Regions from separate parts of the Mus musculus genome. Here region 2 is linked to region 1. A link is a contact called in public HiChIP or PLAC-seq data. All regions are on one chromosome and are shown on one strand. Each heading gives the region's core, a stretch centred on a gene start, on an enhancer-like site or on the middle of the called end of the contact. The rest is flanking DNA. Distances are from core to core; before and after follow the strand shown.

Region 1 (5,148 bases), core at 2,446-4,945:
GTACCCAGCAAGGTCAGAAGAAGGCATCAGGCCCCCTGGTACCAAAGTTACAGGAGGTTTTAAGCTCTTCTGTGACCTGAAAATCAACCCCAGGTGTTAAGAAAGAGAAGCCGGTGTTCTTAACCCCTGAGGCACCTCTCTAAGGCAGAGCAGAAGTGAATTTTGCTCACCCTTGTTCCTTCAACTCATGTATAGGTACTTCTGGAAAATGTAATGTAGCCATTTATCTTGGGGTGAAAATAAGTGGGTGGCTAGTTTCTACTTCATTTTTTAAAAAAAAATGTAATTAAAACTGAGGAAAATTGACAGCAAGGAAGTGTCTAAGCCTTTCCCTGGATGTTGTATGCAAGGATGACACACACATCCCACAAGGGTTTTATTAGAAAAGTTCTGCACATACAGTTGTTGTCTAGGTCACGTGTAGTGTCTTCACGGGGTGGTTCTTCGTCATTTTCTGCTAACTGGTTTTACTTCTAAATCAAGTACGATACAAGGTCATTAATCAAGGGAAAGGAGAAATAGCCATAGTAGCTCTCATTGGTGGCAGAGCCGAGGGCATAAAACACTGTCCCCATCCTTACCTCTTAGAGTCATCATGGAAGACTATGCTTCTGTGACAACCTCTGTGGACTTCCATGGCTGCACCTTTATCTGCATCCTCTCATTACCCATAATCCTCATGTCTTCTCTTATGTATGCAATACTTTCCTAAAGCTATCTCACAAAGGGACCTTCTCTCTTTCTCCTCTTCCCACATTCTGATGTCTTTATTCAGAAGTTATTTTCTGGACTCCCTCATGACCATATTTATATCCTCCATATAAAATATATTATAGTTTACCCTTTAATGAGACATTTCTTCTTGTGTCTTAGCCACTTAGCTAAATTTTAAGTGCTCAAGGGCAAGAGCCATAGCCTGACAACTATCTTGGGATAGTCTTTCTGACAGTAGAAGCAGGAAAAATAAAGACTCTAATCTCTTAAATACAGGAGCTGTGTAGTAAAAGCTCAATAAACGTCTACTGGATACATATGACTGAATATATAACATTAAAGTATAAGAATAATATAAACCCCACATAATGCTTTCTCTATGAAGTCACTGTAGTTTCTTGTAATGTTTTAACACATTAAATCATGAAGACACTGAAGGCCTTTGTGTTTGTTTGAAGAGTTATTAATGCCATGGGCAGACAGATAGATAAACAATTACATGGCAGAGACTCTTAAGAGTTAAGTCCCAATGTCACAAACAAGTATGGTGGGGAAGAGAGTGGGTAGGGGTCTCTGAAGGGAACAGAAGACCCACCCACCAGACAAAATAGGAATTGCTTCTCACAGGGTCTCACAAAAGCCTGCAACCAAGATGTCTGTCTCTAGGTCATCAGCAGGCCTTGGGGAAGGAGCTGTATGTAGGAGGGGGATGTAGTCACTGGTAACTTACTTGGAGTCTCTTAGTCGGGGTTGACAGTAGCTGTAGTTCTAGAGAAAAGGCAAGGTTGCTGAGAGCATCATTGCTGGGGCAGCGGTCTGAACTGCATCCTAGCAGACACTCAGTAAGTGTCGATATTATTTCCACTTTGGAGAACAGAAAACTAAATAGAGAAGTTGGACAGTGGTCCCAAATCCCATAGTCAATTCACAGTCAACAATTTCAAATGTAATAAATTCTCTTAAATCAGTGTTCTCTAAAAATTCCCGTGACATATATCATAAGAAATACTCCTCAGACAACCATGTGACAATGCATCTGAATTGAGACGTTCACAAGCACTTAACCTGTGGTATTTCCTATTTAATGTGACTTTGATTTCGGTACAAATGCCCATTGGATTCCACACAATGATTTCCCAGCTTAACCAGTGAGAGTCACAGGCTGCTAAGTGCTGCCCTGGCCAAGGAATGCATGATCTACGTTTCTCCTGCTCTCCCAAGCCACCAGTTTAGGTAACAGTCATTTAAAGAAGAAGTATCCTAATAATAGGCCTTGGAGCTGGTGTTTAATTACACAGTGTTGAACTTAAGTTAAATGACATATTCCCTCATGAGTTACAAGTAACGTAACTACAGAATCGCTGAAGGATTAGTTAAGACAGTTGTAATTGAAAAAGAAATATAATTAAGTTCAGAGAAGTCAACCGTCTCTGGAGCAAATCCCTCTTCTAGCAAAAGATTTCCTCTCGTGTGTGCCCCACTGGCTAAGCATCTTCCTGACAGGTGGAAACTGAAGTTACTCACAAGGTTACTAATTTACCCGCACAGTTATTTGGGCAAGATTGGTTGGATGCAAAAACCAATCAGCGTTTTTAGTTTTCAGGACGGGCCCTGTCTTCAGTGTGAAATTGGGGTCATTTTTGTCTTAAAGGAAAATTGTCCCAGCTATACAGGGGGACAAAGAGCGAAGCTGTACCCAGGTCTAACGGGAATGGGTCAAGAGAAGGAGAGCAGATGCGTGATAAAGATTTTATAGGGGGAAAGGACTGGAAATGGCAGGCGGGGGGCGGGGGGGAAGAGAGACAAACGCTAGTAAAAGAAAGAAAGGGACTTGCTCAAGGTGTGGCTGGGCTCGTGCTGACGATGTAGGGACAAAGACATGTAAGCTGAGAAACGGGACAGGGACAGATAGTGTGTTCTGTGCTTAGGAGGCAAGGAACCACGAAGCTCTGCGCCCATTGAATGGCACCAGTGTTTCAGAAGGCACGCCCCTGCTTAGGAGGCGTGGTGAAGTGCAGGAGTTGGGAGTCCAATTGGAGTTGAGGGTGTGTGAGCAGGAGAAAGAACAGGAGCTAGTGATGGCCGCATGAACAGTGGCACCCTGTGCTGCGGTGGCATCCAGGCAGATGTCAGTGCAGTTTGCCAAGATGAACTCAAGGAAGGTGAGGAGAGAGGGAAGATGGACTAGTAAATTGTTTACATTATTAGATGTTGGCATTTAGTCTAGGCTCCGCCCCGCAGTTATCTAGCAACAGTCCCATGTGTGCTTGACTCACTGTAAAAGGGGCTACTTGCCTCCTCCTCCTCCTCCCCCTTCCCCCCCCCTTAATTCCCCTCCCCATGCCCTGAATAAACTCTATTCTATACTATACCTTCATGTGGCTGGTCCCTCAGGGGAAAGGGATGGCTCAGCAAGGGCCCACAGAGGCATCCCCTTCCCCCACACCTGACTGCACCTCCACCAAACATATTTCTTCTCTCCCTTATATTTTTATAAAACAGAACACTAGTGAGTTAGTTTAGAAAGCTACGCTGGTTATCACCAAGAGACGCCTGGGTGTAGCAAGGATGAATCTGGGATGATCGCTCAGACCTGATTATTAGTATAGATCTACAATCATGAGCTCCAGCAGACAGTTCAATCAGTGTAAACAGAGAGCGCTTGCGGACTCAGAGCCCTTTTTCGAGACTGCCAATTCTCAACATTCCCTAAAAGTGACATAATACTACTTAGTGATGCCTCATCTCTAGGATGGATTAGCAATGCCGCTCTCTGCCCCAAATTTGAGGAGGGCTGTATGAAATAAGAGTCTGACGTCACATCTTTGTGTTTATTTTGACCACTGTTGTTTGGACAGCAAGTAGGAAAAGGTGGAGGAGAACAGAAACTGGAGCAACCGGAACAGAACATGTAGCTGATGGGGACAGGAAACGCAGAAGAAGAGGCAGGAAATACATCAGACGTGACTCGCCAATACAGCAGGAGGCCACAGCGGGGCAGACCAGAGACTGCAGAAAAGGAAGCAGCAGAAAAGAGGGCTGACTAGGCAGTTCTGTATCGTGATTGAGGGGAAACCCTCATGACAGTCTCACTTACTCAACTAATATTGATTGAACATCCACTCTGTCTTGAACATTTGTCTAAGTCCTAGGGGATAAATCAGTGAAGAAAACAAGATAAATATTCCCCATTTATAAGACAAACGTCACAGATGACAAGGGATCAAATTCTGAATCTGCCACTTCTTTCTTGTGTGGCCTGGAGAAGTTATTTAATCAAAGCAAGTTTTAGTTTACCAGTCCATCAACTGTTGTGATAACGGTCTGTGTGTCACTGTGTAGCTGGAAGCCACAGAAACATAATGTGAATCACTTGGCTCAGTGGACGGCACCTAATTATCCTCAATAAACGTTAACTACACTAAGTAGGCTGTGGGCTACTTTTTCCAGAGATGTGCATATGATGGTAATTAAAAGAGATCTGATTACAATTAAAACTGGGTCTGTGATTGGGGGTGGAGGAATTTCTCAGGATGGGAGAGGCCTGGAGTGTGTGTGTATGTGTGTGTGTGTGTGTGTGTGTGTGTGTGTGTGTGTGTGTATGTGTGGATGAGTGTGCTGAGTGTGTGGATGAGTGTGAGTGTGTGTGTATATGAGTGTGAATGTGTATGGATGAGTGTGTGAGTGTGTGTATATGAGTGTGAGTGTGTGCGTATGAGTATGAGTTTGTGTGTGTGTCCGCACGTGCACATGTATAAAAAGCAAGGAGGAGCAGGCTGAGTGTGTGGACCTGGGGCAGAGCAGAGTATCTATGGGTTGGCCTTGGGTGGAGCTGTAGGTCAGACTCATCTTACCCAGAGGGTCAGTCAGGTGAGACAGTAGCCTGACCTCCATACTCTTTTATTATATTTTCTACATATCTGTTTTTGGATCACACTGCTCACCCACTCAGGGAAGAAGTCATGAATGGGCAACTCCACCACAAGGGCAACCGTTGTCCCAAAAGTCAAGGCAAAAAAGGATTTCTATCATTGAGGCAACTGGAAAAGGCTCGAAAGAGAAGGTGACTCTTAAGTTGACATTTGGTGGGGTAATGGAGTCCTGGCAATACCAAGGATGCTTCGAAGGTGTTCACGTCCATTCACAGGTACAAAGTAGAAGACACAGATGGCTTAAGGTATCAACAACCAGAATTCTACTGTGTGGTCACCTTGCACATTTGAAGAACAGATGGGCCTGGAACTCTGAGGGGGAAGAAGAACCTTCAGGACACCATTCGTTGCCATTGTGTTGCTCCTGACCGAGTAAGGGAGGGCCTGACCTAGACTGCAGGGAATTTTAGGCATATTTCTGAGGTCGATTTGGCTGAGCTTTGCAACTGTCACATTCTTGAGATGGGAAATGGGGGAAGTCAAACCTGATCCAGCCTTGTGT
Region 2 (4,811 bases), core at 626-3,125, 430 kb after region 1:
GAAACCCATGGTGTGTTCCTAATCCTCCACACAAGAGGACACAAAATATGAGCACGGGAAGGGTCTAACGACCTCCGGGCTGGCCGCAGCCTCAGTGTGGAAACTGGGAATCTACTGTTTGGGTAGGAAACCCTCGAGCTTTGGTTCAGCATCCATTCCCAGTCTCCATGCCAGGCTCAAGCTTTGGTGGAAAAGCCTGTTTTCTAGCAGTCAGTTTCTCAGTTCCTGACATATTTACAGTCTCGCCGTTACAAGCGAACCCCAGTCATTGAGAGTCAGCCATTCAGAATGGCTCACCTCTTCACAACTGGATGGCATCTTCCCAACAGAATCCTCAGGGACAGTGGTAGAGCCATGCAACCGGATGTCATGGCATTTACCTCAGATCACTACAATTTATAGAAGCCGATGGGGAAACTTCCTCACCTTCAAACAGCTCTCTTGGCACAGACAGATGTGTGAATAGGTTTTCTCCTAGCCTTCCCTTTTACCCTCTAGAGAGCCCATCCCTTACACACACACACACACACACACACACACACACACACACACACACACACACACAGCACAGCCATTCCTAATCTCTATGCAGCCTCTATGCCCCCAACTCGAGTGAAGTGACTCTCTCCATACCTTGCAGAGCTTCCAGACCACATCACACTAATTCTCTTGCTCCTAGCTGGCCACCACATCATTAACCTCTGACCTTCCACTGGTCCTGTGTCCTGCCCACCATCTCTCTCACTTTCCCTCTACTTCCCGTGTTTTCCTCTACTAAGCATTCCTTTCTTTACAGCTGCCCCACTGTGGGTAGGACTGTCGCCAGGGAGAGTAGACACACACATCAAAGTGGGCAAGCAGAAGCAAGGGAGGCAAGCAGGGAATTGGCACCCTAGGTGATTCTCAAATTAAGCTCAGCAGTTAGGAAGAATGAGATCCAAACAGTATTTCTAGATAATGGGGGTTATCTTATGTCAGCGCCTCCCCTTATTTTAGTGGCTTTTGACACATCACCTTCCTACACTTGGGCCTGGTCAAAAGCACAAACTGCCTGCACTTAAGAGGCTCAGTTTCAGGTTAGGGCAGGCTGCAAAATCTGCTGCTGGGAAGAATCTAGGTGTGAACTTTATTTCCCTTAACACATGACCTCTCTGGGTAGTCCTAGGCTGTCATGGAACACACTATGTGGACCAAACTGGCTTCGAAATCACAAAGATCCCCCATGTCTCTGCCACCTGAGTGTTAGGTTAAATGTGTGTGCCACCATGGCCAGCTTGATCTTTTAAAAATGTTTAATTACATGTGTGTGCACACAGGTGTGTGTGGACGCTATCGGTGTTTGATCACCTACAATTACAGGCATCTGGGAGCCACCTGAAACAGGTACTGGGAATCGAACCCCTGTCCTCCTGGAAGAATGGTCCATGCTCTGAAGCACTGAACCATCTCTCCAGCCCAGGTGTGCATTTTTGTTTCTAAGTCTAAGGTATAACTCCCTTCAGTAGGCTGAAGACTATTAACCCTTGGGGACACATTTATATTTGGCGACAATATAGGTAGGACGGTTGCTGAGATGAAGAGGCATAGCCATACTTACAGGTTGCCCACCAGGAGATAGTCATCATGGCACAGCATACAGCATTCACAAAAATACAAACGGGCAGAGGGAGGTTGCTGCAGATTTCCAGCCTGTAAGACAGCTGTGAGTCAAGGACTAGCGTCCCTAAACCATCCCTGCTGAGTCTTGTGTGCAGACTGCAACAGCTGAAGTCTGAACTAAAGCCGACATGGAATGCTGACCAGGTGAGAATGTGAGGCCGGCTGTGACTAATTCCCTGCCAGCTCATACAGTACAGCCTCTGGTAAGGGCTGTAGCGGAACTGAAACGCTAGCATGTTACTGCCCTCTCCTGGGCGAGAGGTCAAATCCATTCAGACGTGTGAGTCATAACTGAATCAAGTTCGTGAGCCCCGAGGTGGTCAGTCTTTAATCCAATCTTCTACAAAGTGTTGGGGGAAAAAACAGCTTCCCCCATCTTCTCCTTGCAAGCCCCCTCCCTGCCCACCCCCGTTTGTGCTCCCCCACTCGCTTCTGCCCTCAGTCTTCCCTGATGGACGTAAACAGATGAGGAAAGAGCTTGGAACTTCCTACTGGAAAAGTTGACAGGATGGATGTCAGAACTATAGTCCCAAACATCAAAACATCCTGCAGATTCACCTTTCATTGTCTCTCAGCCTGTAACAGTTCATCTGTGTCTCCAAAATAACAAACAAACAAGAACAAAAACAAAAAATCCCAATCCGCATCCACCGTATAAAACAGAGCTTGCAGCCCTTGTACTTGATGCTTGAAAACTCAGCTTTTACAACTAATGGCACATAACTGAGTTGAAGTCGTTTGTTTTGTTGGTTGTTCTTTTATTTAAGAGCTAGACCTTCCTGTCAAAATTTGTCCAAACTCAATTCGATAGGAAGTAATTATCTTATGACTTTTAATGGCTATACCAATAGCACTTTACACAGAGACACATGAGAATATTACGCAAAGAAAAAAAAATGAAGCAAATTAATTAACTGTGCCCTGATATGCCTAAGTTAGTTAGTTTCCATTCTTCATTTCATTCAAAATATTAAGATCAGGCACAATTTTATATAAATTAAAGGAAATTGGTGAGAATTTATAACATGGTGTCTTTCATAGAAACTATAAGCACTTGAAAGGACTATCGTCCTCAGCAAATATTTATCCAGTGCATTAACCCTGGCAACTGAACGCAGTTCTATTATATGTCTTCCTATAAGGCTAAATCACAAAGCATGCTGAGAGCCAGTGTCAGAGTCACCTTGCTCAGCCCACACTATCAGCATCACACTCCTGACTACTCTGGTCATTACAGGGATCCTACCATCACATGTCACTGAAAAGCGTCTACCTTAGTAGCAGGTAGCGTAAGATTATGAGGGTGAAGGGGTGCTGTGGGGAGGCACCTGACTTTCTATCACTCTCTGACAGAACAGTGGCCACCAGAACATCGGGATGACTCATTTCAACCTGATTGGAACTCACAGGGCAATTTTTCACTTGATACTTGTCCTAGGTAAGGGTAGTATTGCTGTGATGAAACGCCATGACCAAAAGCAAGTTGGGGAGGAAAGGGTTCATTTGGCTTACACTTCCACATCATAGTCCATCTCTAAAGGAAGTCAGGGCAGGAACTCAAACAGGGCAGGGACCTGGAGGCAGCAGCTGATACAGAGGCCATGGGGGAGTGCTGCTTACTAGCTTGCTCCTCCTGGCTTGATCAGCAGGCTTTCCTATAGATCCCAGGACCACTAATCCAGGGATGACATCACCCACCATGGGCTTGGACCTCCCATATCAATCAGTAATTAAGCCTTCCACTTAGATCTCACAGAGGCATTTTCTCAATTGAGGCTCCTTGCATTCAGATAACTCTAGCTTGTATCAATTTAACATAAAACAAGCCAGTGTAATATTTTATTTTTATTTATGTGTATCTAGTTATTTATTTATATGGGGTTTCTTTATTTTTGAGATAAGGTCTTTTCAGCTATCCTCAGTGGCTTAGAGCTGATGGTTACCAGACCTCCACCTTCCAAATCCTAAGGTTATATAATTAGGCTCTTCCATGCCCAGTTTGGGTACATCTTATCACTCTACTTTTTGAAATATGGGGAAAAAGAAGTGTTCAGAATGTAAGTATTTCACCCAAAGTTGTGAAATCCAGAGACGTGGGATAGGATTCAGATGCCAGTGTGAGCTGTAAGGCCAGGCTGTTATCTGCTGAGCCTTCCTCCTCTGGTCATTCTTTAAATTAGAATCAACCAATCAGGCTTGCCATGCAAATCATCTAGAAATGAAAACAAAGGGCCTTTAAGGGGGAATCTGATTATATGAAAGGATCACCTAGTCAGACTATGCTATGTCCCTACTCAAAATTCCAAGTCTTGTCATGGCCCACAAAGTCCTCCATGTGTTAGTGTGACCTCCTCTACCCTACTCCTGGCTCCTCTGTCAGCACCCCTCCACACACAATCTCCACTCTTGCCAAGGTATCTTTGCCTGGGTTGTTTCCAGTGTTTGAGGTGCTCATGCCCACTATCAACATAAAACTCCTCCTCACATCACGGAGCCCCTCTAATCAATGGGAACAGCCTTTCCAGACAAGTCTAAGCCTGAATCTTTCAGCCCTGTCTTATCCTCACCTGAGTCAGGTGTCCTCACAAGATGATGGCTCTCACAGACCATTGTATCACCATCTGACTGTTTGCCATCTCTCCTAGAGAGGTGAAAGCTACAGACTGGCCATGACCTTACCTCATCTGCTCACTGCTGGTACTACAACAGTTGATAGCCATAGGAGACCACAATAAATATCTGCTGAATTAGGAATGGATGGAGGACGTATCCACACTTCCCACTTTTCTGTAACTTTCATCTGCAAAACAGATCTATGAAGGAAAACCTTAGACTTGTGTGCAAATGAGCCTACTCATTGCCCATCTTATTCAATATCTACACACAGAGACACACACACACACACACAGTCTTCTGTTGTTCTCTAAAACCTGAACTCTCTGCTCCAAACTCATTCATAAGTGCCTTCAGTCTCCCCACATCAGACTGCTGAGGGAAAGTGGTTACTTCAAGGCCACTCTTAGTCACAGAACCACCATTTCACTGGCTTAACCAAATGAGCAGCGTTGCATTGTTACAGATGGGATTCTTGCCCTTGCCCCAAGTCAGTGCTACAAACTTCTCATAGAAGACATATTTTCCCTCTAATTTTC

What was found. HiChIP or PLAC-seq counts read pairs in DNA pulled down with a chosen protein or histone mark.
Region 2: an H3K27ac HiChIP or PLAC-seq map of trophoblast stem cells shows a contact between it and region 1, with 10 times the contacts expected there. The contact joins two enhancer-like sites. A contact is called at or near these places in 1 of 115 datasets of contacts at active chromatin or transcription factors (trophoblast stem cells) and 1 of 9 other capture datasets (embryonic stem cells).

What each region holds. Positions count from the first base shown.
Region 1 is chr6:135,697,431-135,702,578 of GRCm38.p6, forward strand. Gm38911 (a long non-coding RNA gene) reads left to right here. Exons shown (of 2, transcript XR_869507.2): 2 at 3,573-4,139. Among named protein-coding and RNA genes, the nearest start is that of Gm38911, 11 kb to the left of the region's middle. Within about 2 kb of position 3,696, at least 24 of the 459 cell types and tissues checked have an H3K27ac peak or open chromatin away from gene starts, as enhancers often do. A contact at or near this core is called in trophoblast stem cells, where this site is marked.
Region 2 is chr6:136,128,801-136,133,611 of GRCm38.p6, forward strand. The region is part of intron 3 of Grin2b (glutamate receptor, ionotropic, NMDA2B (epsilon 2)); the gene reads right to left. Among named protein-coding and RNA genes, the nearest start is that of Gm26653, 42 kb to the right of the region's middle. Within about 2 kb of position 1,876, at least 21 of the 459 cell types and tissues checked have an H3K27ac peak or open chromatin away from gene starts, as enhancers often do. A contact at or near this core is called in trophoblast stem cells, where this site is marked.